2 separate regions of the Pan troglodytes genome follow, and region 2 is linked to region 1. Evidence: chromatin contacts called from public capture Hi-C data. All regions are on one chromosome and are shown on one strand. The core of a region is the stretch at or near the end of the contact, and the rest is flanking DNA. Distances in the headings are between cores, read along the strand shown. Region 1 has its middle 49 kb from the start of IYD. Region 2 overlaps PLEKHG1 (pleckstrin homology and RhoGEF domain containing G1).

Region 1 (7,773 bases), core at 3,320-5,819:
ATGTGAGTTAATACTTAATAAACTCCTATATATATATATATTCCATTAGTTCTGTCCCTCTAGAGAACCCTGAGTAATACATGTCTTACGGAGAGGTGTTTTCACCTCCTCCCTATTTCAGCCAGTCTTCAACCCAGTTTGGAGTAAAGTCTTGCCTCCTACCTCAGTTTCAATTCATTCCCTCCTCTTTCTGAGGCAACCACTCCCCTGTGGGTCACTTTTGAATGAAAGATGTCAATTACTGGCAGAAATCTTTGGGATGTGGCTAAAAAAGTGAATGCTGTCAGTAGGATATCACCAATAGGAGTTTCTCTCCTTTTTTAGGGGATGGTCACAACTTCACGAAAGGCTTTCTAGCTCTAGCTTGGAACGGACTTGGGTTCAGATTCTGACTCTGCTAAGCAATTGACCATGTGACCCTGGATGATTTACTTAAATTCCCTGTGCCTCAGTTTTCTCATACCTAGAATGAAAATAAAAATGGAACTTACAGGTTTGATGTAAGGATGAAATGAGTTAATTTACATAAAATGCTTGGCATAACTCATGGCACATAAAAAAGCTTGAAAAAATGTAAGTGATTTTTATGAGAACTTGAAAGATGAAGGAGGATATATTAGGAAGTGAATTGTTAGCTGTACAGAAAGTGTCATTGATTTTTTTTTTTAACCATGTCTTAAGATAGCTAAAGAGTGGGATTTTTATCAAGGGACATCAAGAAAGCTCTAGGCTGACATTTGAAAGGGAAATTATTCAATTCAATTAAACAAATATTTATTAAGTGACTAGTATTTAACATGGACAGTAAGATTTCAATGTAATAGTAGGCAGACAAGTGAACAGCTATTCTGTCATTGCTGCTGGATGGTGCTGCCTCCTAGAATAGATGCTTATCTGGAGAGGAGGCTTTCCACATGGTTCATAATAAGGAATTGATCAAACATCAATAAAAACATCTTTCTAATTTGTAACTGACATAAAGCTGGCATGGTGAGGTGAATCCAAAAGATTATAACAAGGTGGAATTATAGACTAAAATTTTTAAAATGAGATTTAATATGGAGAAATATAAACTTGAAAAAGCAACTAGCCAAGAGCAGCAGGGTAACAGCAGGTCATTTGAAAAAGTCTTGAGGATTTTAGCAGATTTGGTGGAAGCCCTATTTGAGCTATCTTACATAGTTGCAGAAAATCCTGCAGACTTGCCCTGTATTATTAAGAGAAACACAGTACCACAACCGATAAAGGTCTCATGGTATTCCCCACTGGCCACAGCACATTTTGTTCATATTTGAGGATAGCTGCTTAGAAGGATATTGACACATTGTAATATCTAGAGGAAGGTGTCAGAGATGATGTAAGAATGGAAACCATGACTTTATAGAAAAGGTTAATATGTGAAGGTGGCTTCATGGAAAGAAGTATTGAGACTGAGGACATGGGAGGTGGCTTGGTATACTTTAAAATTTGTCACTTGGTTTTAAACTTTGCAGGAAGTTATAAGATGACAAATTGAAAATGTCAAGAAGGGCATTCTAGAAATTATAAATAAAATGGTAAGAAAAGAGTTTCCTGCCACTGGATAAATCGAATGAAATGATTAACTGTCAGATAAATTGTAGAGAAACTTCTTGCATCAGTGGGATGAATGAAGACAGTTCTGACTCACTCTCTCATCCTACAAACGCCCTAGTAGCAAAGTCTGTACCTGAACAGGCTGTGTAATTATTCTCCTCTGTGCTAAGTGAGACAGAAGCATGTAGTTGACTTTATTATAATGGGATCTTTTCAATCTCCAAAGGGCATTGATTTGTTTTCTAGTCTGTATTTGCATTAATTTTTGCTCTTTAAAATAAAACCAATGACCACTTTACGTCTACTAAGATGGCTATAATGGTAATATATTTTTAAACACAGAAAATAACAAGTGTTGGCAAGAATATAGAGAAATTAGAGCCCTCATACATTGCTGGTGGGAATGTAAAATGGTGCAGATGCTGCTGAAAACAACTGGACAGTTTTTCAGAGTTAAAGAATTGTCACATAGAATTCTCAACATGGAATTACCATGTAAACCAGAAATTCCACTCCTAGATATACATACCCAAGAGCATTTGAAAATATTCATGTACAAAAACTGAAAAAAAATCATGTACAAAAAAACTTGTGTAAGAATGTTCATAGCGGGATTATTTATAATAGTAAAAGTAGAAACAACACGTGTCCATCAATTAATGAATGTGTAAAGTTTGGTATACCCATACAACAGAATATCATGCAGCCATAAAAAGAAAGAAAGTACTGTGATGCTACAAGATGGACGAGCTTTGAAAACATGCTGAGTGAAAGAAGCCAGACACCAAAGGCCACATATTGTATGATTCCATTTGTGTAAGATGTCCAGAATAGGCAAATCCATAGAGATAGAAAGTACATTCGTGATTTCCAAGGGCTGGAGCAGGAAGGGAGCATTGGGAGTGATTGCTGTGGATATGGGTTTATTTTAGGAGTAATGAAAATGTTCTAAAATCAGTTTGAGGTGATGGTTACACAACTTTGTGAATATACTAAAAACCACTCGGCTGCACTCTTTTCAATGGTGAATTTTATGTAATGTAAATTATATCTCAAAATTGTGTCAATGATTTGGAATAAGTAGAATTATGTTTAAAAAATTATGGCACTTTTCCATTTCTCTAACATTTCCAAAGGTTATAGAGGGTTCCGGCCCCGCCTTGCTCCCCTCTTAGCCTAGCTGTTTTACCACTCTGTACATTGACATTTTTATAGATCTACGTGAAGTGTGCAGTTATTCAAAACAACTTGTAACATAAACTATGACTATTCCTTCCCTGGAGATCTGGAGGCTGTTTTCTAATTTTTCTTCCCTGAGTTTCTTGTGGCTCTCGTACTGTGGTTGCCATTGAGGTCCCCGCAGTTGAGAATGTGAGTGGCTCAGCAGGGAACTGCATAGAACTGGGGATACTTGCGAGCTGGGAGCAACCTTAGGTGGGCACTGGTGGCCTCCAGAACGCAGATGAGAGAGCAGGGGATTCCAGGTAGAGGAAGAGAGATCACAAGCTGGTGTGGCTGGGCTCCAACTTTAAAGCTAAAATGATCAAAGATCCCCAACATTTCAGAGCAAGAAATATGGGGAAGTCAACGTTATTGTGTGAATAACATCAGCCTTTGGTTGGTTGATGGATGGCTATTGAGTTTGGGGGTTCTTCTGTGATCTTATTAGTTGCTACAGATATTCTCAGTATCTCTTAGCACCTTGTAAACAGAGGAAAGAGAAGCCTGCATCTCCTCTCCTCAGCAGATAAACATCTGGGGACAGTGACAAAGCCCACAGACCCTGATGGTGTCTTTGATATACAGCCACAATACGCATTTTGACACCGAGTAGATGCTTTTAGATGACGAAATCAGTGGTTTGAATTGAGGCATTTGTGTGAAGTTCATGAGCTTTCATGCCATGATTGGCTTAAGTAATTCAGAACTAGCTGCGTGTGGGTGCCGTGGAAATACTCTTTCAATCTCTTTCTTATTGGGCCATTTTTGTGCAAAAGAAATTGCTGTTTTAATGGCAAAACCAGCAATTACTTTTGCACCTACCCAAGAGTTCATGGGATATTCAAAGCAATTTTCCGAACTGTATCCTCCAACTCGAGGCAGTTACTGTGAAACCACTAGATGGCACAGTCATGCTAGATGTAATCAAGACTTCAGCAGAAATGAAAAAGTGAGTCTTGCTAGATAACTTCATCAGATACTTAAGCTGTAGTTTACTTCCCCTCTCCAAAATTTTTCTACATGTTAGTAATTTATGTCTTCCAGATCGTGTAAATACAGATGTGTTAGACTTAGTCATCTAAATCAATTGTTCAGTGACTACAGCCAAACTATAAAAAATGATTACTTCTCTTTGTTTTCAGTTCAAGTATTTTTACTATTCCTTTGCCACACATTTATTTTTCATACAGTTACATCAGCGCCCTGGGTCCCTTTTCTTTTGTACGCATAGTGATAGAGAGGGAAATTACTCATCTCCAACGTCCTGGAAATTGTTTTCCAGCGCATAAATTTCCTCGCCCTCTGAAAGATGTCAATCATTTTCTTTAGCAGGGCATTAGGGAACTCCAGCTTTCCGAAAGATGTTAGGAAAGAAATGTCATGTCCCAAGACACAAAGTAAATGATTACTTTCTTTACCCAGCTTTATTTGTCATTTGTCTTAAAAAAAAAAATAGGAGAACTGTTTTATTCACAGTCAGAGGCTAAGGCAGCAAGACAAGGCACGTTAGTGAGGCTGTAAATACCACTGTGTCCACGATCACTTAACACAACGCCATCTCCCAGCGCAGCCCCAGCCCCTCTGCACCCCCCGCCCCACTGCACCCCTTAAAGCCAGAAACACTCAGGCCCCCCGAAAGTTTAGTAGGGCTGCATTTAGAACAAGTCCAGAGCCAACAAAGGAAAATAGTGGAAGACACTTAGGAGGGAGAAGAGAGAAATGAAATTTATTTAGCCCGAGGTCCCCACGCCATGAATGTGGCCAGCAGGGGGCTTCTCGTGCGGACGCTCAAAGCCGGAAGAGCCAGCAGGCACAGAAGCCCTCGTGGGAGCCGGGAGTTCCATGGCGAGGCCCCCCGCTGCTGCCCCAAGAAACGCTTGGGTTTGAGATCTCAGGAAACACGGAGAGCCCCCACTGCGATGGTGACGGCCCTGGAGTGGGTGGTGCTAAGGAAAGGGCAGCACACCCTTGAGGGCGGGAAGTGAATGGGGTGAGAGTTGGCACTGCTGGCCATGTTTTCCTCCATTTCCTTATGGGACTCAGTTTCCTCAAAGGAAGAACCAAAATGAATAAAGTCTGATATGGTTTGGCTGTGTCCCCACCCAATTCTCACCTTGAATTGTAGCTCCCATAATTCCCACATGCAGTGGGAGGGACCCCCTAGGAGGTAATTGAATTGGGAGGGTGGGCCTTTTCCGTGCTATTCTTGTGATAGTGAGTAAGTCTTATGAGATCTGATGGTTTTATGAAGGGCAGTTCCCCTCCACACGCTCTCTTGCCTGCCTCCATGTAACATGTGTCTTGGTTCCTCTTCGTCCTCTACCATGATTGTGAGGCCTCCCCAGCCACGTGGAACTGTGAGTCAATTAAACTTCTTTCCTTTATAAATTATGCAGCCTTGGGTATGTCTTTATTAGCAGCCTGAGAACAGACTAATACAGAATCTAGTTTTTTATACAAAGAGATTGAGAAACAGCCCTTGATTGTGCTGACAAGATTTTAGGAGCTGTTTATAAGCGCCCTACTGAGGACTCTGGAGATGATCCTTCATTCTAGAATTATAAGGTTAAAGTTGTTTGTTTGTTTTTTCTACTTGCCTAGTCCTTGGTGTATATAAAGAATCTTGTGGTACTTTGGTATTTATTAAGAGATAGAGAGTCTTTAATTTTTGAATACATTGGATCAATTTTTATATAGTATTGCATTTTTTATAACCCTTATTTACTTTTTATTTTAAAACCCCACCGTCTTCTCTATTCTCTTGACCCAGATGTCATGTAATAAGTTATGACATTATACATTTTCACCTTAGAGCTATGTTCTGGGGCTTGGCGCTCCTATTATTTAAAAAATGGTATCTTCTATGAGAAAACATGAATATTAAAGTAGACATGAATTTAGTTTTGTATAATTAAATTGAATCCCAGGATGGCAAAGATTTAAATATGATTTATACTTGGCATTAGTAGCAGCAAGTAATACTTGCTGCAGTAACAAAAAACCATTTCAGTGGCTTTGTACAATGAAGGTTTATTTCTCACTCTTATCACCATTCAACAGAGAGAGAGCCCCGCTCCATACCTTCATTCAGGGATCCAGGCTCTTTCAAACTGGTTGCTCTGTCATCTTCTAGTACCATGGTTCCCTCTACCAATGCTTTGCATCCTATCAACAGGTGACAAAAGAGAGGGCGAATGGATAAATCACATTCCACTCAACCGCCTCAGTCTGAAGATGACATACATAATTTCTGCTTACATCCCATTCATAAGAACTAGTCCCAAGGACCTATCTCAAGAAGAAGAGAACATGGATATTGTTGCAAAGTATTCTGGTATCTACCATACACACACGTTAAATCAAGTTTAGCCTAAAGCTGCCTCCTTACATATTCTAAATTTAGCCTAAAAGTTTCTCCCTATATGGTGAACTATACATTAAATGGAGGTATAAACAGACTGTAACCTATTTCTGTGACAATCATTGAGTTTTGGCCAATCAAAGAGGGCCAACTGTTCAAGCCATGTTCAAGTAAGGTAAATGCCAAGATGTAACCAATCCAGCTGTTTCTGCACCTCACTTCTGTTTTCTGTGTGTCACTTTCCTTTTTCTGACCATAACTTTTCCACCAGATGGCTGCGTTGGAGTCTCTGAGCCTACTCTGGCTTGGGAGGCTGCCCAATTTGCAAATCATTCTTTGTTCAACTAAACCGTGTTAACTTTAATTTATCTAAGGTTTTTCTTTTAGCACACATGTGCCAGCAATACAAAGTTTGAGAAGATACTAAACTATTTGTTTCAGGGTGAGAAATGCCATGTCTCACTCCTTGATGTACTCCCCCAGAAGAATCCGCCCACTCATACCATACCCAGTCAGGAATAAGCAAAATATGGCCTTGGGAATTAACTTCCTATTTCCAGCATTTGTTTAAACTAAAGAATCTTGGTGAAGTGTTGACCAAGGGAATTTTAAAGTAAAACAGCATATTTTAAAAGTTGATTTAATCTAGTCCTTAAGAAAACAGGCTTTAAGTCCTTTGTAAATGTGGTAGCCAGCCTATGAGATGGCCCCCAATGATTCTGTTGCTGATATTCCACCCTGTGTCATCTCCTCCCACTTTGAATAAGGCTGACTTGTGCAGCCAATAGAATACTGTGAAATGAGAGGTGTGATTTTTGAGACTGGGTCACTAAAGTCATTGCAGCTTCCCTTGCTTTCTTTTGGATTACTTGCTCTTGGGAAAGCCAGTTGCCACATTGTAAGAACACTCAAGAAGCCCTGCAGAGAGGGCCACATGATGAGGAAATGAAGTCTTCTTCCAACAGCCGGCACCGACTTGCCAGCCATGTGAGTGCACCATTTTGGAATCAAATCTTCCACCTCTAATTAGGCCTTCAGATGGCTGCAGCCCTAGATGACTTTTGACTACAACTTCTTGAGACACCCTGAACCAGGACCACTCAGTTAAGCTGCTCCCAATTTCCTGATCCATAGAAATGGTGTAAGATAATAAATGTTTATCGTTGTTTTAAGCCACTAAATTCAGAAGTAATTTATTCCATAGGAACAGCTAAAATAAATACAGTATATCCAGACAATCTGTTCTCCCGTTGTGGGTTTTGGAATGGTGGGTTAACAGTAGACAAAAGGCAAAAGAGGGGACCCCCTGATCTTATCCCACCAATTAGAAATATATATGATTTAAATAGATTCGCTTTCTGCTTTTTAAAATGTTCATAAAAATACTGGCACTTCAACCAGATTAAGTTCATTACCATATAAATAACCCTAGCTAGATTGCTTTTGTTTTTGAGAAGAAAAGATCATTAACTTAAATAGAATATCATTTATTTAAATTTTCACAAGAACCGTATGCTGGAGATTATTGCCATGTTTACAGATAAGAAAATGAAGTCTTATGGAGTTTAAATAGTTTGACTATACTCTAAATGGCAGAGTCAGGGTAGTACAATTCT
Region 2 (7,773 bases), core at 1,708-4,207, 400 kb after region 1:
TTAAAGACCAGCCTGGCCAACATGGTGAATCCCCATCTCTACTACAAATACAAAAATTAGCTGGGTGTGGTAGCACGCGCCTGTAGTCCCAGCTACTCAGGAGGCTGAGGCAGGAGAATCGCTTGAACCCAGGAGGCGGAGGTTGCAGTAAGCCGAGATCGTGCCATTGCACTCCAGCCTGGGTGACAGAGCAAGATCCTGTCTCAAGAAAAAAAAAAAAAAAATTCACATGAATCGCAGGCTCTGTGGAGGTGGTGGTGTTTTTCCTTTTGGGGCTTAAAAGAAGATCAAGTTATGAGAATTATTCAAAGGTGCATGAAGCACCTATGGGTGTAAAGCTGTGCTGGGTCCCATGAGGGTGCTCGGGAGACAAGATACAGATTCAGCCAAGAAGGAATCTGTAGATGGGGAGCCATCTGCCAAGCCATGAACCATTTGCCAACCATGAAGACGTAACAGAGTATAACCCAGGTGTTGTGGAAGAATAAAGTGTTCAATTGTGTTGAATGGAGAGAAGAAGGAAAACATCTTTTACCTCAGTCTTAAAGGATAGGGATTTTTTTTTTTTTTTTAAAGACAGGATCTTACTCTGTCGCCCAGGCTGGAGCACAGTGGTGCAAACATGGCTCACTGCAGCCTTGACCTCCTGGGCTCAAGAGATCCCACCACCTCAGCCTCCCAGAGTAGCTGGGACCACAGGCTTGTGCCACCACACCAAGCTAATTTTTGTATTTTTGGTAAAGGTGTAGTCTCATCATCTTGCCCAGGCTGGTTTCAAACTCCTGGGTTCAAGTGATCTGCCTGCCTCAGCCTTTCCAAAGTGTTGGGATGACAGGCATGAGCCACTGTGCCCAGTCTTAGGAATATTTTTATTAAGTGGGAAAAAAGGAATTAAGGGAACCAGACCTAGAGACCTGCATTAAAAAAAAAAAAAAAGAGAGAATGAATGCGCTGTGTTCAGGGTGCACAGACGGTGCCAGGATGGGAGGGCTGAGTTCTCAGGGACTGAGGCAGGGGCTGGGGCAGGGACGGGAAGGGCAGGAGCCCCTGGAGGGCTGTGAGCATGCGCTCTGAGGAGTCTGGACGCGTTCACACTGGGAAATTACTGCAGGCTTTGGAGGAAGGGGACATGGCGCGGTCAGTCCTGTGTTCTGAGAGTGTAACTTTGGGGACAAGGTGACAAATAAGTGGCAGGAGTGAGGTTGGAGGCTGGAGAAGATAGTAACCCACCACCATGGCCTAGAAAGGAGCTGAGCAGTGCTGCCGTGGAGCCACAGCAACAGAGGGAACAAATGCAGAAAGTGCCACTGAGGCAGGAGGCAGGATTTTGCCCACTAAAAGTCAAGGCTGAGTCAGGGGTTGAAGGAGAGCATGGTACTGTGAGTTCTGAGACAGACAGGGAGAGGAACCCGTGAGATGGGAGTGAGAGAGAGGAGCCCTCTGCTCTCACTGGCACCTGTGCTGCTGGGCAGGGTCAGCCACAGGTGGAAATTCAGGTCTTGGAAGCTAAGGATCAGGAGACTCTTGCTAGAGGCAGTAATTGAATCCCTAAGGTTTAACAAGATGGCCCACAAAAATGTGCAAAGGAAAGACGAACCCTTGGGAATCCCAACATCTAAGTGATCAGCAAGCGGGTGGGGGGATTTGGAGAACAGCCAAAGAAAGATTGAAAGAGTAGCAGAGGAGGCAGGGAGGATGTCTGAGGAGGAGGCGCTGCACTAACAAGGAAAAAGAACATCTCAGAGACGGGGGAGACACAGTCTCAAAGGCTGCCGAGGTCAAGGAGATTTAAACAGAAAAGCAGATTTTATATTTGGCAACTAAGAGAAAAGGGAGAGATCACAGTGGGTTGCAGAAAAAGGGGGATTAAGAAGGAACAGAAATGGGTATAGACTTTTTTATATATAAAGTTCACAAAAGGAAGAAAAAATGATAGTTTGGAGAGAAAAGCAAGAGCAAAGCAAGACTTCTTGTCTGGGTCGAATGCCGAGTCCATGAGCAGATGGCAGGGAAGGAGGAGGAAGGTGGGAGAGGAGACAGTGGCTCACTTCCTGTTGGAACGGGGCCTGGGGAGGTGGGAAGGAAGAGGATGGGACACACAGGAATAGGGGCTCATCTTGGAAAGGGCTGGAAGCATCTCTCTGAACCAAGGGAGAAAAAGATGAAAGACAGAGGAACTTTGAGGTGGACTTGGGGGAAGACAAAGGGTTTGATTTCACTCATGCAGATGATAAAGTCATCTGCTGAGTGAGTGAAGCAGAGAGCAGGGGTGTCTGAGGGAAAGTGGAAAGGATCAGAAGAACACTTGCTAAAGAAAATGGACCAGGCCAGGCGCGGTGGCTCACACCTGTAATCCCAGCACTTTGGGAGGCGGAGGCAGGCAGATCACGAGGTCAGGAGATCAAGACCATCCTGGCTAACACGGTGAAACCCCATCTCTACTAAAAATACAAAAAATTAGCTGGGCGTGATGGTGGGCACCTGTAGTCCCAGCTACGCGGGAGGCTGAGGCAGGAGAATGGCGTGAACCCGGGAGGCGGAGCTTGCATTGAGCCGAGATCACGCCACTGCACTACGGCCTGGGCGACAGAGTGAGACTCTGTCTCAAAAAAAAAAAAAACAAAATGGACCAGTCACTAGAGATGACTAGAATAGCCTGTGAAAGACATCAAAGACCCAACTGAAGCTGGCCCCCATGAATCAGTGTGATGACGTCATTTCAAAATCTGCTCAGCAGCTTGGAAACTACTGGTGAAAACCGTGGTGTGTGTGGGTTCCTCCAGGTTGGGAACCGGCAGAGCTGGTAGGGGAAGGTTCCCAGGGCGGGGGTGGGGAGGGTGCCAGTGAGCACGCAGTTGCAGTAATTGGGCATGACATTAGGCTGAGTGAAGAGGAAAACCAGCTGGCAACAGAGGCGTGGGGTGAGGGACTGCAGTATTGTCATAAAGCCTGGTTCAGCAGGACTTAATGTGAGAGAGAAGGAAATACACTAATCTGTAACTGAAGAAGGGACTTTTGGAGTCCTGCCTTAGAGGTGGGACGGTTTTGAGTGTGATCAGGTTCTGGAGGTGGCTCTGATTCTGTGCTGCTGCTCTGGAGTGGAGGAAAAGGTCATTAGAGAGAAAGTCGTCAAGGAACTAGGGTGGTGGGTGGATTATTCCCATGGGTGGTGAAACAGTCCAAGTTGGGGCTGGGAGGAGTGAGGTGGAGCAGACAATGGGATGATGGTCATGAAAATTGAACTGGGTGGAAAATAAGGGCTGAGATTTCTGAGAAAGGGGACAGTCTGTTTTGTTCTCTGTATATTTTGACAAGCGTTTGAAGCTTGTTCTCAGGACTGCCAGCAATGATTTGGTCCTCAGGAAATGAATGTGCATAGGTGTGGACTTGGACCTAAGCATGAGTTTTCATTTCGTCAGGGTGTTATGAGATGAAAGGGAGCTCATGCAGAAAGGGGACTGCATTTTCTTTATGATTAGTCATTTTGTTGCTGGCCTGGTACCTTAGAATGCCCTTCTGAGCAATGGCAGAGTATCTTTGATGGGCCCCACCTATTGTTTACCTGTCTGCTGGGAAAATCAAAATTGCTAACAAGATTCTGAAAGGCAGTTACAAAATGAGACCCCCTTACATACCTGTCTTTCTCCCACACTAGGCGTGTGTGCCTCAGGAAGTTCCCTTTAAGTATTCAAATGGTTAATATAGTCAATATAACATCGTACCTTCTCCCCAAGTTGTCAATCCCTTCTATCTAAAAACATCTTTTCAGTTACAACTTATTGAGCATACACACTGTGCTGAGTACTTTATATTCTTATTTCACCCTCACCAAAATATGTTATGAGGTAGTTCTTATTCTTCCCATTCTAGAAAAAATAAAAACAGAGGCTGAGAGACATTAAATAAACTGCCCAAGTTTATATAACTAGTACATGACCAAGCCTGGATTTAAACCCAGGTCTATCTGGCTCCAAAGAGCATCCTAACCACATTATTCCCACTGGCAATAAAAACACTTTTGTTTTGTTTTGTTTTGTTTTGAGACAGGGTCTCACTCTGTCACCCAGGCTGGAGTGCAGTGGTGCAATCTCCATACAAGAAAAAGCACACTGCCACCTCCACCTTCTGTGTTCAAGTATTCTTGTGCCTCAGCCACCCGAGTAGCTGGGACTACAGGCGCACACCACCACACCTGGCTAATTTTTGTATTTTTAGTAGAGATGAGGTTTCACCATGTTGGCCAGGCTGGTCTCGAACTCCCGGCCTCAAGTGATCCACCTGCCTCAGCCTCCCAAAGTGCTAGGATAGGATTACAGGCACAAGCCACCACACCCAGCCTCAAACACGCTTGTCTAATATACTTTATTCACTATAATGTAATCATAATTTTCTATTTAAGCAGGATTATTATTAAAGTGAACTTTCCACATCTTTCCTCGAGATTATTTCTTATTTTCCTAAAGTTTTCAAAATGTATTTCTATTATTTCTGTGAAATAAATGCATAGTGGGAAATTTTAAACATCAAGAAATGTATCATCAGTCTAATAATGTCAACACAGCTGTGGGAAACTCATTAGTTACAGCCTCCCAGCTGCCTGCCGTTCTTTTAATTCAGTGATGGTCCTTGGCTGACACCTAGTGGAAAACCTGGAAACAGTACTTTAAAAATTAAATGTCCAGACAAAAAAAAATTCTTGAAGTCAGCTTTACAGATACCAGGGAACTTCTTGGAAATAGCCATATTGCCCATTAGTATATGTGATAAATAAATTTAACTCTTCTCCAAATTAATTGAGAATAAAGGTGAAGGTATTTTGCATTTTATATATTAGTATGTTTCTGTAATTGCACTTCCCAGAGACTGAGCTAACATTTGTGTTTGCAAGTAATTTCAACTCATAATCTCAAACTCTGAATGTACGAGAGAGATAGCTATCAGTGTTACAAAAATTGAAGCATTTGTTTTCTCTAAGGTGACTGTGTTGAGGCTCCCCCAAGCCCCACACTTTTTCACTAAACATGATCGCCACTTAGCCGAAATATTTGTACTGGGATATCACAGATGGTAGCAAAATAGAGTAAAATTATTTTAAAAGTTATTTTTAGCATAGTGTTTTGTAGGTTAAATTATACTACCCTTAAAAAATGAAAATGACTTTAAAGAGGCAAGAAAGGCTACAATCCCCTAGGACAGTGGTCTTCAACCTTTTGGGCACCAGGGATTGGTTTTGTGGAAGACAAAACCTCCACGGATGGAGGCAGGGGGAGGCTTTTGGGATGATGAAAGCACATTACGTTTATTGTGCACTTTATTTCTATTACTATATGGTAATATATAATGAAATCGTTCTACAGCTCACCATAATGTGGAATCAGTGGGAGCCCTGAGCTTGTTCTAGCCCTGAGCAACTAGACGGTCCCATCTGGGGGTGATGGGAGACAGCGACACCCCAAGTGTGTTGCTTATGTCCAGTCTTCTCTCATCTTATTTTGGTCACTGTCACTGCAGAAAACCCTGCTTCACAAAGATAGGATGTTGGAAATGGAAGCAGGCTTTTGTGCTTTTGTGGCAATCTCAGGATATTCGCCTGGACTTTAATCCAGAATGTATGGAGATTTGAAGTTGTCTCAAACATACTTTTTTTTTTTTTTTTTGAGATGGAGTCTCATTCTGTCGCCTAGGCTGGAGTGCAGTGGTGCTGCAACCTCTGCCTTCCCAGGTTCAAGCAATTCTCCTGCCTCAGCCTCCTGAGTAGCTGGGGTGTCAGGCACACACCACCACGCCCAGCTAATTTTTGTATTTTTAGTAGAGACGGTTTCACCATGTTGGTCAGGCTGGTCTTGAACTCCTGACCTCGTGATCTGCCCGCCTCAGCCTCTCAAAGTGCTGAGATCATAGGTGTGAGATACCATGCCCGGCCTCAAACATACTTTTAAGGCCACCGGATGCAGCTGTACAATTGAAGTACATCAACTCACTTGCCACGATAAAGCCTGCCACCAGATGCAGCTTAATTGCCCCTTGACACTCACTGACAGGGTTTTGATATGAATCTGCAAGCAATTGATTTATTATGGTCTCTGTGCAGTCAAACCTCTCTGCTAACATTAATCTGCTCCTCAGTGCTAGCATCACTGCCTCAGCTCCACTTCAGATCATCAGGCATTAGATTCTCACAAGGAGTGCTGCAACCTAGATCCCTCGCATGCATGATTCACAGTAGGGTTCACACTCCTATGAGTATCTAATGCTGCCACTGATCTGATAGGAGGCAGAGCTCAGGCTGTAATGCGAGCCATGAGGAGCCACTGTAAATCCAGACGAAGCTTCTCTCGCTTGCCCACCACTCACCTCCTGCTGTGCGGCCCAGTTCCTAACAGGCTATGAACTAGTACTAGTCTGTGGCTCGGGGGTTGGGGACCCCTGCCCTAGGAGAGTGGGTGGAACTCACCAGTTGAGCTGATCATTGAATCCTAATGACCATTCTGAAAGAGAGGCTCCCTGATCCCACTGTCCAGTTGAGCTCGGAGAGCACCCACCTAGTGAAGTGCCTGAGCTGGGATCACAGACATTGTCCTTCAGGGCCGTCTCACTCTGGGAGATTCTGGGGCACACAGAAGAGATGGGAGGTGCAGGGAGTTGGGGAAACAGAGAGACTTAGCTCATGATAATCACAGCATTCTGCAGGAGGAAAGACAACAATGAGAGGAAACTTCCAGCAGCCATTTTGCAATTAACTCAAAATAGTTACAAGGCCATAGTGTCATCGTGAGGGCTGGTGATAAAGATACCAGGCTCCGTGCCTTGAGCTTTTGAGTCAGTAGATCAGGGTTGGGTGGCAAGAATCTGCATTTTTTTTTTTTTTTTTTTGAGACGGAGTCTTGCTCTGTCGCCCAGGCTACAGAGCTGGCTCAATCTCGGCTCACTGCAACCTCTGCTTCCTGGGTTCAAGCGATTCTCCTGCCTCAGCCTCCCTATTAGCTGGGATTACAGGCACCCGCCACCATGCCTGGCTAATCTTTGTATTTTTAGTAGAGACGGGGTTTCACCATATTGGCCAGGCTGGTCTTGAACTCCTGACCTTGTGATTGTGATCTGCCCGCCTCAGCCTCCCAAAGTGCTGGGATTACAGGCGTGAGCTACCGCGCCCAGCCGAGAATCTGCATTTTTAATAAGCTGGCCAATGAGTGCTGATGATCAGCCAGGCTTCGGAACCAGCCTCCCTCCCTCCTCTTTCACAGGATTGGGGGTGCAGTCTTAGCTCTGGTGCCTTGATGGTGTAGCAGCTATTACCCACTTGAGGGCGCTCATCTGCTTGAATTCCCTGCACTGTGTGTAAATGCTTAACATAAATAGCGAGTTTTTAAACGTTTTTAAAAATCTATTTATTCAGGTGGGATAAGATCTGTGTTGAGATTTGGAGTTTAAAGAAAAAAAAAAGCAATTGGAATTACAGCTCTACTTTCTCTCTTTCAGGCCAAGCAAGCAATCCTTGAAATGGATGCCATTCGTAAGTTTTATTTCCTTAACACAATTTGAAATTTCATTGTCTGTTTGTATCTATCACATTTTCTATCTTAAAGTTCATGAAAATGTCGATTGTTAGAAAATAGTATCTCTGTATTCACTGTTTTCACAAATTGGGTAGACAGTATAATCCCTTCTAAGCACGTTGACTTGTTTCTACATTGCTTCTCCCAGGTTTATCTGAGTCCCTTGATGGCTGGCCACTGTTTGGGTTTCTGCATCAACTAACAATGTCAGTTATGT

What was found. Capture Hi-C pulls out chosen DNA fragments and counts their contacts.
Region 2: a capture Hi-C map of stem cell-derived neural stem cells shows a contact between it and region 1, with 7 times the contacts expected there. The contact joins two enhancer-like sites. A contact is called at or near these places in 4 of 7 Hi-C or Micro-C datasets (blood, induced pluripotent stem cells and stem cell-derived neural progenitor cells) and 1 of 1 other capture datasets (stem cell-derived neural stem cells).

The regions. Positions count from the first base shown.
Region 1 is chr5:162,364,927-162,372,699 of NHGRI_mPanTro3-v2.0_pri, forward strand. No RefSeq gene overlaps it. Among named protein-coding and RNA genes, the nearest start is that of IYD, 49 kb to the left of the region's middle. Within about 2 kb of position 4,570, at least 5 of the 24 cell types and tissues checked have an H3K27ac peak or open chromatin away from gene starts, as enhancers often do. A contact at or near this core is called in stem cell-derived neural stem cells, where this site is marked.
Region 2 is chr5:162,762,019-162,769,791 of NHGRI_mPanTro3-v2.0_pri, forward strand. PLEKHG1 (pleckstrin homology and RhoGEF domain containing G1) reads left to right here. Exons shown (of 15, transcript XM_063812679.1): 10 at 7,480-7,513. Among named protein-coding and RNA genes, the nearest start is that of MTHFD1L, 51 kb to the right of the region's middle. Within about 2 kb of position 2,958, at least 5 of the 24 cell types and tissues checked have an H3K27ac peak or open chromatin away from gene starts, as enhancers often do. A contact at or near this core is called in stem cell-derived neural stem cells, where this site is marked.